Regions from separate parts of the Mus musculus genome. Here region 1 is linked to region 2. The links are chromatin contacts, called in public promoter capture Hi-C maps. All regions are on one chromosome and are shown on one strand. Each heading gives the region's core, a stretch centred on a gene start, on an enhancer-like site or on the middle of the called end of the contact. The rest is flanking DNA. Distances are from core to core; before and after follow the strand shown.

The links. Promoter capture Hi-C pulls out the DNA fragments that hold promoters and counts their contacts.
Region 1: a contact with region 2 is called in a promoter capture Hi-C map of the C10 cell line, with 8 times the contacts expected there. The contact joins the enhancer-like site here to the promoter of Sco2 in region 2. A contact is called at or near these places in 5 of 39 promoter capture datasets (the C10 cell line, cranial neural crest, hematopoietic stem and progenitor cells and 2 more), 4 of 115 datasets of contacts at active chromatin or transcription factors (bone marrow-derived macrophages, embryonic stem cells and pancreatic cancer cells) and 1 of 9 other capture datasets (liver).

Annotation. Positions count from the first base shown.
Region 1 is chr15:88,698,134-88,704,328 of GRCm38.p6, forward strand. It overlaps Brd1 (bromodomain containing 1), which reads right to left. Exons shown (of 13, transcript NM_001033274.3): 8 at 2,640-3,137. Among named protein-coding and RNA genes, the nearest start is that of Gm41377, 33 kb to the right of the region's middle. Within about 2 kb of position 4,583, at least 13 of the 459 cell types and tissues checked have an H3K27ac peak or open chromatin away from gene starts, as enhancers often do.
Region 2 is chr15:89,370,668-89,376,232 of GRCm38.p6, forward strand. It overlaps Sco2 (SCO2 cytochrome c oxidase assembly protein), which reads right to left and starts at 3,224. Exons shown (of 3, transcript NM_001111288.2): 1 at 3,016-3,224; 2 at 2,756-2,935; 3 at 963-1,798. The coding sequence starts at 1,782. The coding sequence ends at 1,015. Ncaph2 (non-SMC condensin II complex, subunit H2) reads left to right here. Exons shown (of 20, transcript NM_001115132.2): 16 at 1-8; 17 at 86-141; 18 at 225-326; 19 at 427-576; 20 at 644-2,183. The coding sequence ends at 784. It overlaps Tymp (thymidine phosphorylase), which reads right to left. Exons shown (of 11, transcript NM_138302.2): 4 at 4,835-4,933; 5 at 4,329-4,458; 6 at 4,090-4,208; 7 at 3,584-3,746; 8 at 3,265-3,495; 9 at 3,016-3,156; 10 at 2,756-2,935; 11 at 964-1,798. The coding sequence ends at 2,778.

The DNA of each region.
Region 1 (6,195 bases), core at 3,333-5,832, 670 kb before region 2:
GGCTTACAACCATCCGTAAGATCTGACTCCCTCTTCTGGAGTGTCTGAAGACAGCTACAGTGTACTTATATATAATAATAAATAAATCTTAAAAAAAAAAAAAAAGACAAGGCTTGTGCTGACAGAGGTCAGGAGAAATGAAGTAACGGGAGTGGCGTCCTTACGACGAGACTACTCAGGCAAGAAGAACGGGGCTAAGGAATGATCTGTTCCTAAAAAGCAATAAATAACAAACCAAAGCCAATGCCAACGTCACTCAAGCAGGGCAAGCTGACGCCTAACACAGCTCTCCAGCCTGGTGGCTCTGACTTCACAGTCTGGAAGGATACAGGAATAAGGAGTTGTGGACTCTTCCTCCTGTTAGGGAAAGCCACTGAAACCAGGCTCCTGGCAGGTCAATCCCTGCATGGGGAAGTCGGAAAGGCTGCTGTGTGAAGCTGCCTGAATTGTGCTAGATGTCCCGATGTTGAAGTTGCCAAAGTCATGAGATGTCTACCAAGGAGAGCTACAAACACAACATGGAAGCAGTTCCTCAGAGATGTTCTGCAGTCAGCAAAGCTGGAAGGGGAGAGCCATCTCTGTCAGTCCTGACACTGGACACAGAGCCAGAGGATTCAGAGTTTGCCTGGCTGGGTTAAAGGCCTGCTATGGTCTGGTATTTCCTAACTATTGGAATGCTAATGTATTTTATGTTGGAAGTATGTGATTTTTTATTTTGCTTTTACAAGAGGTTAAAATTAGGAGTCTCAGAAGACTCTGAACTTTCAAACCAGTGAAATTATGAAACAATGGGGACTTCTGAAGTTGGACTAGATACACTTTGCATTGTGATATAGCCACAAGCCTACAGGGGCCCAAGAAACGGAATGTGGTGCTTTCAATGAAACTGTCCCCACAGGATCATATATCTGAATGTTTATCCCCAGTTAGTGCAACTGTTTGGGAAAGATTAGGAGATATGACCTTATTGGAAAAGGTGTGTCACCAGTTTTAAGGTTTCAAAACACAAGCCATTTCCAGTTAGCGTTCTCTCCTGCTTGCACAATCTCTCTCCTCTCTCTACCATCCCAACAAGCTTATGGATCAGATGTAGGCGCTCGGCTAACTTTCTAGCACCATGCCTGCCAGAATGCCTGCCATGCTCCCTGCCATGATGGGGATGGACTAAACCTCAAGAACCATGAGCCACAAATTCCATCATTTCTCTTATAAGTTGCCTTTGTCTCGTGGTATCTCTTCACAGCAATAGAAAAATAACTAAGACACTAATCCTAGGCACCTAGGACCAAAAGCAAAGTGCAAACCTGCCTTACACAGACAGCAGACGTTGAACATCACATCTGATGCTGGCAATCATCGTTTAAGAACACAAGCACCCGCTTCCGCAGTGTTTAATCTAGGGATTAGACAGGAGGAGGCTGTGAGGAAGCCAAGCCAGTGCTGTCAAGCACAACACAGGGAATTTGAGGAAGCCAAGTAAGAGCCGTCAAGTCAAGGACAGCACAGGATGCTAAAGGTATAGGCACACAGGCAACATCTTAGAAAATAACACATCTCAGGTTAACAATAGGACTAGGTGATAGCTCAGTGGGAATTCAGTGACCTGAGTTCAACCCCAGAGTGAAAGGAGACAATCAACTTCCGGTTCTCTCAAGATTTATTCCCCAACCCACACCACACTTTAGCACTCAACCAAACTCACTTAGCTTTTTTTTGTTTGTCTTTTAAAAAACGGGGTTTCTCTGTGTAGCCCTGGCTTTCCTGGAACTTGCTCTAAGGGGTGAGCCATGACTACTCAGCAAGTTTAGCATTTAAAAAAAAGAAAGAGAGACAGACAGACAGACAGACAGACAGACAGACAGACTACCTCCATTAGAAAGAAAAAAGCCTGGCAGTAAAGGAGAAAGGCTTGAGTGGGATTTTACCAGGCATGTGTAGTATGTGCACCCTGATATGTGCTTCCCTCCTAGTCAGGCGCACATGTACTAAAACAACATACAAAACCACTGAGGGAACATCACGGTACTCCTTAAGCCAAGTATGAAGTGTTACAAGTAATGAGATGACAGCATATTTTCAAAGAGCTCAGGGAAGAAGCAGCCCTCAGTAAGGAAGGTTCAGGTTTAAATTGATGGTTCTGAGCTGTGGGAACTGCTCTTAGAAGACCCCACCCCCCGGGCACCTAGTGCCAGATGTGGCCATTCCCAGGTCCCAGTTTACACATATACATGCACACAATAGTCAAGGTATGCAATCAAACTACATACAAGTCAACAAGAAAGGAACAAGGGAGGGGCGGAGCCAGCCATGCCCACTGCATAGCCAGCTGCTGGGCTGCCAAGAGGCTGAATGGCCACTGCCAGAGGACAGCTTACAGCTTTAGCAGTGGAAACAGCCTCAAACAGCCTTTTAAGAGGTCTTTTGGTTGAAAAGCTTTACCCACAAGATAAGGAGTGCACAAACTCATGTCACAGAACCAAAGCCTCTGTACTTGGGAGGTTAAACTTCCAATGAAGTGGAAATGCCAAATCTTGAATCACTGACATGTTGACATGAGTGAGAGGATGCCGCAAAAACAAAAGCTGAGCACCATGGTTTTCTATTATGAGCCCTGGGGGAGAGCTGCCCCTGCCATTTACCTGTGTCCAGGCGCTTTCCCGGGGACTCCTCCTCCACTTCGGAGTCTCCACATGTGCTCCTCGACCTTTTCCTTGGCTGCAGTAGAGTCTCCAACCTCGGAAGGACTACAGACAAAAAGGTTTTGGTCCCTAGCTGAGGAGAAGTTGGCTGGGTTTCAGTGTTCTTGGCAGACTTTGGGGGGCTTACACTTTTCGATTTGCAGAAGAGAACAGAAGTGCGTCTGTTTACATCGCTTGATGGCTCCGCCACTGCGGAGGCCGCCGCCGCCGGCACATCGCCACTACTGGCGAGGGTGGGCTCTGGAGGGTGTCCGCTTACCAGTGCGCTCTGAGTGCAAGTGCTATGTGATTCATTATCAAATGTGACTCTTTTGAATAGTTTACTCTGCTCGGGGTGGAGTTCTACTGGGTTGAGGGTTGGTGGTTCTGAGTTAGTCTCCGAGTTTGAAGGAAGAGGTAATGCATCTGATGGTTCAAGTTTAGGGGGAGAGTTAGCTCCTGAAAAAATTATAAATAAAGTGATTTTGAAAACTGAAGATTATAAAATCTATTATAAAACTTATATAAATGTGAAGTCCACCAAAACACTAATTCAATTAAGGAAACAGCATCACACACATTGGTCTGCGGAGCAGTGTGTAGCCCCGGCCGTCAGGTAACACTGTGTGTTTCCCTAACAAAAGATTTCGGGCCTGGTGTCCTAAGCCCAGGTGCACAAGTTACTTTCTGGAAAAAACTGTGAAAGAGCATTTAACACACAGCAATATTAAAAACCTCATCTGAGTTCAGGACAATCTCTGCATCAGTATTTACTTACCTTGAGGAGGGTGAGACAGTGACAGAACTCAGGGAGCCTTAAAGGTCCCACAGCAGTTTATGCTGCGCCACAGAGTGATAAAGAGAAGAAACAAATACTCAACTGTCTAACCGGGACTTTCTTTTTTGTTGTTGTTTTTGTTTTTGTTTTTTCGAGACAGGGTTTCTCTGTGTAGCCCTGGCTGTCCTGGAACTCAGAAATCCACCTGCCTCTGCCTCTGCCTCCCAAGTGCTGGGATTAAAGGCGTGCGCCACCACGCCCGGCTAGCCAGGACTTTCTAAGCCAAAGCCCAACTTTGGGGAGGTGAGTGGCTGGGAGACTCTAACGAGGCAGCATGGTCTTCCACTCCCTTAGGATACACAGACAATACTCCCTTAGTTCCCCCACTCTACCTTCATATCTCTAAAAATAAAAAAGACCCCCAAAATTATTTCAACCTCTTTAGTAAGGTATTTACAAATTACCAACATGGGAGCTGAAGAGCTGGCTCAGTGGCTAAGAGCACTTGCTGCTCCTGTAAGGGGCATAGGTTCGGTTCCCAGCATCCACGTGGGCAGCCAACAACCCTCTAGAACTCCAGCTCCAAGAAATCCAACGCCCTCACCTGGCCTCTGTGGCACAAGGCCTGTGCACTTGGCACACAGTCATACAATAAAATAAAATAAAAACAAAACCAATATGGACCTGACCAGGGAGAAGCACCTTCCTGTCTCCACACACAAAGCTCAAGCAACAAACAGCAGCAGAGCTCATCGTGGAAGGCTCAGCCCGCTGGGCTCAACTGCTAAAGGTTCTTTCTGGGCAAGATTCTGAGACTCTCACTACAGGACATATGACAGAAAATTCAACAGCATCAGTTTCAACATTCCAAAGTAGCATGAGCATGCATATGTTATCCCTAGGTATGGTTTCTATTTTATTCAAACTACAAGTTTCCCACAAAACATTTACACTATGTCACAATACTTTACATTTAAAAGTCACTCTGAAAGTAAAAGGCTACACAACTTAAAAGCCTTGAGGATGTCCCTGCGTCACTTGATTAACTCAGAACAAAGGCTCTGCGCCAAGATCTCCTCGGGACTCAGCAACACCAGACTGGAAACAGCAACTCTGGCAAGTCAGGTGGCTTGGGCTAATTGTGTGTATGAGAAGCCTGTTGGAGACAACTCCACCACCAAGCAGTGGAAACAGCCTCAAACAGCCTTTTAAGAGGCCTTTGGTTGAAAAGCTTTACCCACAAGATAAGGAGTGCACAAACTCATGTCACAGAACCAAAGCCTCTGTACTTGGGAGGTTAAACTTCCAATGAAGTGGAAATGCCAAATCTTGAATCACTGACATGTTGGATATGACGACATTCTTCCTGCCCACTCGGGTTAGGTTCAGTAACAGCTTTAGGACAGTATTATTTGCAAAGCATACAGGGACACTGAGAAGATGGGATTAGGAACAGTGCAGAGCCGTGCATGGCACTCTTGGTGCACACAAATATGAAAACAGAAGTCGCTGGATGGTGTGTTAGGCTGGTAGAACAGCACATGGCTGTGTTGGATGCCCACCATTGGGCTCACACTGCGTACTTCAGTTTGCCGCCTGTAGCCTGCCTCCGCCGCCGCCTCCTCCTCCTCCTCCTCCTCCTCCTCCTCCTCCTCCTCCTCCTCCTCCTCCACAGCTCTGTACCTCTTCCCTCACTCCAGGCAGCTTATCCTGAGGCTTCCAGGATGTCCAATCCAATCCCTACATACAAGACTACCAGAGAATGGTACCAGAGGCCTCCTGCCCAGGGCTCCAGGCACTGTAGATCTTCCATCCGTTCTCTCCATGGCTAAGAGGTACCAAAGACCTATTTTCTGCCTCCTGCTTAACTTTTCAGATTCGGTCACTGCTGCTAAGACAACAAGTGAACATGCTGTCCCTTCCCACAAGGTCTCCACCACATTTCATCCCCCCCAACCACTGTCTATCAAAAGCTGCTTGCCCACAGGGACTGCATAGCTAGTCACACCCATCTATGGTCCCCTCTACACTCCAGTCCTGCATTCTCCCTGCTCTGTGACAACCAATGAGGTGGAGGAGCCCAGGTTCCCAACTACTGCCCTATAGTTCACTGGCATACTCCTGGGTGTTACAAAAACAATCACACTGGATACAAAAGGCGTTGCCCAGGCCCAAGTGAAGCACCATCTCCAGCAGCCATAGGGCTAGGCTACACAAAGCACTAAAACTCACACTGAGATAGATTTAGCAACACCCAAGGCGTCAGGCTCCTTGATGAGTGAACTCTCACGCCAGAACACAGGGCAGCACCAGTGCCATAGCTAACACTCCCATCAGGTCCCTCAGGCAGGAAGAAAAACCTTACTGGCAGTTAATATACAAACGTTAAACATTGTCCTTTTAAAAACCTCACTGTCTGCTAGCAACTATCACATCCGGATTCGACAGACATCTACTCAGGACCAGCTAGTCCCTTTGACCATGATTCTCTATACACAAGGCCACCAAGCCAACCGAATGCTTCCACCAAAGCCACAGATAACTCTGGATCCCACAGCAAAGTGTGCAGAGACTTTCCATAACTAGAGACTGCACCATCCACACCAGCGATCTATCCTGCTCCCTTCTGCCAGCCCTGAAAGAACAGTGTGTACTGTATTCAATATGGGGTACATACAGTAGGGACAGCACATGGCTGCTGCAGCAACAGTGATGTCCCCCTGGAAGTGCTGATCTGGC
Region 2 (5,565 bases), core at 1,974-4,473:
TGACCTCGGTAGGTCTGGATGGGGAGCGGCAGGAGGGGAGAATGTAGCCCCAGAGCTCTAGCAGCTCATGGTTGGACCTTTTTAGATGCAGAGGCCATGCCAGAGTCCCTGAGATACGAGGAGCTGGTCCGGAGAAATGTGGTAGGCCTGGGTCACCAAGGTGGGAGCAGTGGGGACATCCTGGGCCCATGTGTGCAAGGGAGAACCCACTGGTCCTTCTGTAGGAACTCTTCATTGCCACCTCCCAGAAGTTTATCCAGGAGACAGAGCTGAGCCAACGCATCAGGGACTGGGAAGATACCATCCAGCCCCTGCTCCAGGAGCAGGTGAGGCGTGCTATTGGGGACTAGAGCCTCCTCCCACCAGCCCGGGGTTTGCCCAGACCTGTCTCTCCACTTGAAGCTAACATGTCCTTTCCCTCTGCAGGAGCAGCATGTGCCCTTTGATATCCATATCTACGGGGACCAGTTGGCTTCACGGTTCCCCCAGCTCAATGAATGGTGTCCCTTTTCAGAGCTTGTAGCAGGGCAGCCTGCTTTTGAGGTGTGCCGCTCCATGCTGGCCTCCTTGCAACTGGTAAGTGGCCTGGGACACAAGGGATGGGGCAGCGGCCCTGGACTCTACTGACACCTTGTTTCCACAGGCTAATGACTACACAGTGGAGATCACTCAGCAGCCAGGACTGGAGGCAGCTGTGGACACAATGTCTCTGAGACTGCTCACACACCAGCGAGCCCACACCCGCTTCCAGACCTATGCTGCACCATCCATGGCCCAGCCTTGAGTGGACAGCACTGAGGCAGGGGTGGAAAGTAGTATATACCTGGAGGTCTTTGCCCCTAATGTGCTATGGGGCCATTCACTCCAGTGCTGCCTCCTGGCTGGCCTAGCCTAATAAAGTGTTGCTACCCCACCTGTTCACCGGACAGACTATTTAAATGAGCTGCTGGTACAGAGCACATGCACAGATTAAGTACATCCATTTAATGACAGGGCCTAGGCAATAGGTATAGTTCAGGGCAAGACACTGTGGAAGGCAGCTATGTGCCGACGTATACTCTCTACGATCTGCTCTGCTGACCTGCTGCGACCATAGTAATCGGTGAAAAGACCATCAGGGTTGAGCAGATAGATGGCAATGGAGTGGTCCACAATGTAGTCCTGGTCCTCATCCTTAGGCCCAGCGCTGTAGTATACGCGGTAGTTGCGACTAGCATGGGCCACCTGTTCTGTAGAACCGGTCAGACCTAACAGTCTTGGGTGGAATTCTTGCACATAGCGGGCCATGGCTGCCACGTCATCTCGTTCTGGGTCCACAGTGATGAAGACAGGCTGCACCAGGGGCAGGTCAGGCTCCGCCTCTAGCTTCCGCACCACCTGCACTAGCTTTTCCAGCTCATCGGGGCAAATATCAGGGCAGTGAGTAAAACCGAAGTACATCAGCACCCACTGGCCTCGGAAGTCGGCTTTGCATCGAGGCTGGCCTTTGTGGTCTAGTAGGCTGAAGTCACCCTGGCCCACAGCAGCCTGGCGCAGGGCCTCTGTACGCTGCTGTTGGCGCCACTGTTCCTTCTCAGCCCTCGCGGCCAGCCAGGCCCAGCCTAGCCCAGCCCCAAACAGGGCTGTGATCAGCAGTCTAGTTCTTAGCCCAGGGCCTTGGCGCTGGCCCTGCCCTGCCCAGTGTCGGGAATTTCTATGCAGAGTTTCACCTCCTGAGATCCTGAGGAGGGGTTTGAACTGAGAGAGCTTGGGCCAAGCTTTGGGCCCTAGAGCCAGTAGCATCGTGGACCTGAAGCTCCTGGAAAAGAACAAAGGTGGCAAAAGTCAGAAAAGAATGGACAAGATGTCTAGGCCTCCGCTGCTGGACAAGCATCTGCCCCACATTCAAGCAGGTTATCTAGCTGCCTGCACCGGCTCGTCTCAACTCAGAACTGCTCTGCCGTAAGCTGCATGCAGTCCAGGCAACACCAAAAGTCCATAGCTGGTTTGCTCTAACCTACGTCTTTAACCAGGGAGTCTCAGCCTCATGACCCCAACCTCTGGAGAACCCACGCCACAACTGCCAAGCCTCCCTGTGGATTCTTGGAAGCACCGCGAATATGCTTTGCCTGGGCACTGGGATGCATGTGTCTATTTACAATAAATTGTTCTTTATAGGGAGGCTGTTGATCCTCTGGCTGACCACCTTTAAGAGGTGATCCTTTCTAGCTTTAGGGTCACTTCAGGGTAATCTGGGGCTCAGCAGAAAACAAGTGCCTCCAGCTTGTTTTCTGTAATGTAACACAGCTCAGCCCACTGTGCCTTGAACTGTCTGACCTTCACCTTCCTGGGCAGGCAGACTCCTCTGCACTTAACTGGATGCCGTACCCTGCCCCTCTGCAGTCCCTCAGCCCTGCCATCTCCCTTCATCCTCCCCCCCCCCCCTCTCCCCAGGGAAGGTTGTTACAACTAGCATTTAGAGCCACTGGCATCCAGCCTACTGGGCTCCCCCAGTATGTTGCCCCCGTGTGGCTACAACCTGGATCTCTTATGAGATGGAGGATACGTCCAGGGCACCATCAGCCCTGAGCTAGGACCAGTCCGAGAAGATGGGACTGGCAAATATTCCCAATATGTCCATTTTCTGGGCCTCAGAAGGTCTCTAGCTCATGTGATAAGCTAGATGAAGCAGTAGCAGCAGAGTATGAGGCCACATGTTAACAGCGTCCTCACCCAGTCCCACCCCTTGGGGGAGGACTTGCCCAACTGAACTCACCTGGCTGAGCTGGGTTCGAGACTTAGGGCTGTGCGATGGTCGGTGGGAGGACAAGTTCAGCGAAGGGTGAAGGGACCTTGAAGGGTGCTCGATCTGATAGCACGAGCGCCCCCTGGAGAGTGCGTCGCTGCTGACTGCTGAGCGCAGGGCCGTCTAGGTGCACGCGGAGCCAGGGTGTCCCTGCGCGAGCGACAGAGGCGGTTACCTAGGTCACAGCGGGCGACCGGAAGGGTTGTTTATGGATTCCAGACAGCGCTTACCTCGGGACAAACACTGGCCCACGTCGACCAGTACCTCGGCACCCACTCCCGGTCTGATCGGCTGCCCCGCTCGGCTGCGTCCGGCTCCGAGGTCGTGCAGCACACGGGCCAGCGGCAGCGCTCGGACGCACTCAACAATGCCTAAGGGAGAGGGTGGACACTGAGAACCTACTGGAGGCACGTGCCAGGACCAGGAAAGATCGGGAGAGGAAGTGGGTGGGATCTGGTGCCGTTGATATCCGGTCTCACCGTCTGCCGGTGCGAGCAGCTCCTCTTGCTCTCGGGCGTGAGGCAGCAGCTGCCGGCGTTGCGTGGGGCTCCCGGAGCACAATGCTTTAGCTAGGCCGGGGTCCACGCCCTGCGCCGAAAGCATCAGCTGGAAGCGGCGCCGCGCGGAGCCGTCATCCAACGCCGCGGCCACTCGGGCGGCGCCTTGGTCTTGTGTTTCCGCCTGTCCGCTAATCCAAAGAATGGCGCCTCCTGCTGGCGGGCGGGGTGGAGCTCAGAAGCTGCAGGGATTGAGAGCTCCTGGCATACAAACTGGTGGTCTTAACTCCAGCCCTCTCACCTAGCCTAATGACCAGGTCCCGCAGATCCGGCGGCCCCGCACCATCCAGGCAAAGCAACGCTTCTTCCACCTCCAGGGTATGGCCCACGCTGCGGCCCAGAGGGTTATCCATGGCGGTCAGGGCTGCGGCGACCTTCAGCCCCAGGCTCACTCCCACTCTAACCTGGGGAGGCATTATTCAGTATCCGGCATTATCAAATCCCATACCTGCTGTCCCTGGGTTAAGGTGTCAGTAAAGGCTTAGGTTAGAGATCAGAAACCAACACTGCCAGGCCTCAGAGGGGATGGGGGTGTTCTGGTTGGTTGCCCTAAGTGGCGGGGGTTCTGTGGAGGATTTCCCCAGGTCCGCAGTCAGGACAGCTTTGATTGGATAGGGTAGGAGGGCTGGAAAGAGGAATTGCCGTTTTATTCTTCCAGGACTGTTGAGTGGGCAGAGGCAGGGATAGGACGGAATGTGAGGCTCATGTCCCTTCATAGAAAGGGCACTGTGGCCTAGCACGGCTCACCAACATCTTTGCCAGTTCTCGGGCCTTCTCCTGGTCTGGGAAGACTGCAGCTCCCCCAAACTTAACATCTACCACCAGAGTGGACAGTCCCTCCACGGCCTTCTTACTGAGGATTGAAGCTGCGAAGACCAGAAACATCATCCCAGGGTATACTTGGGCACAGGAAGAGTTGCCTCTCTGAGAAAAGCGGCAGTGCCTAGCGGACTGTCTGTCAGTCAGGGTACCCCGTTTCAGGTCACCTGTAATGAGTGGGACACTGTCCACAGTGGCTGTCACATCTCGTGCAGCATACAGGATCCCATCAGCAGGAACCAGCTTTGCACTCTGGCCGACAATGCAGCAGCCGACTTCCTCAAGGATGTGCAGCATCTGCTCAGACACCTTCATTAACTTCTAGGGACGGACCCACCCACTGGCCCTGACCACTGACCCAACAGAAGTTCAAAACATGGCCAGCGAGAGTCAGTATGGTTCTGATGGCTAACCTACCAAGGATCCCGATTAGTTATGACAGACACATTAATGCGTACCAGCTAATCAGTGGCTTCTCCCTGTTCCCAAGTAACGATCCCGATCAAAGTTCTCTCGATGACTCCAGGCCTATTTACAACCAATGACCTTTTGAATAGTCAATGTTCTCTCTCATTAGTGACCCAGATAAATAACCTGTCCATTGATCATCCTGTGATTCGGGCCAGTGACTCCCTCAACCCAGATCATTGATCAGTTAGTGGCCCACCTGTACCTGCTCTGGGCTCTGGGTGACACCGAACCCAGGAATCGATTCCAGCTTATCCAGTGTGCCCCCTGTGTGTCCCAGACTGCGGCCGCTGATCATTGGCACCTGGTGGAGAGGGATGCTGACTGCCCCCACGCAGGCCCTTAACCTCATTTTACCTATCCTCTACTAAGAACCTATCCTATCCTCATATGAAATTACTTTTAAAAAAGCAGTTATATTTTAGAGTCTTTTTTTTTTTTTTTTTTTTTTTTTTTGGTTTTTCGAGACAGGGTTTCTCTGTGTAGGTCTGGCTGTCCTGGAACTCACTTTGTAGACCAGGCTGGCCTAGAACTCAGAAATCCGCCTGCCTCTGCCTCCCAAGTGCTAGGATTAAAGGCGTGCGCCACCACGCCCGGCTATTTTAGAGTCTTTTAAACAGTTAATGAGGGTGCCCAATTGGTGGAAAGGAAGATAAACTGTACTTGGTGGGAGCAGTTTGTCAGTAGGTCAGGAGTTGGCACACACTCATCTGGGGCCCAAGTCTGAAGGACAGGAAGAGGAAGGCCCCGCTCTTTCTTTGTGGGGCCTGCTAGCTCTTAAAGGGTCCTCTTGGGTACAGAGGCAACTCTACTCCATGGTGGAATTTGTGTATTGAGCGATGGGACTGCCCTGGATTTTGTCTTTGAGAGCTTTGAGCCAGGCTGGAGGGTTGGAGGTTCCTGTGAGCGGGTCAGAGGTCTGTAGAGGACGTGGTC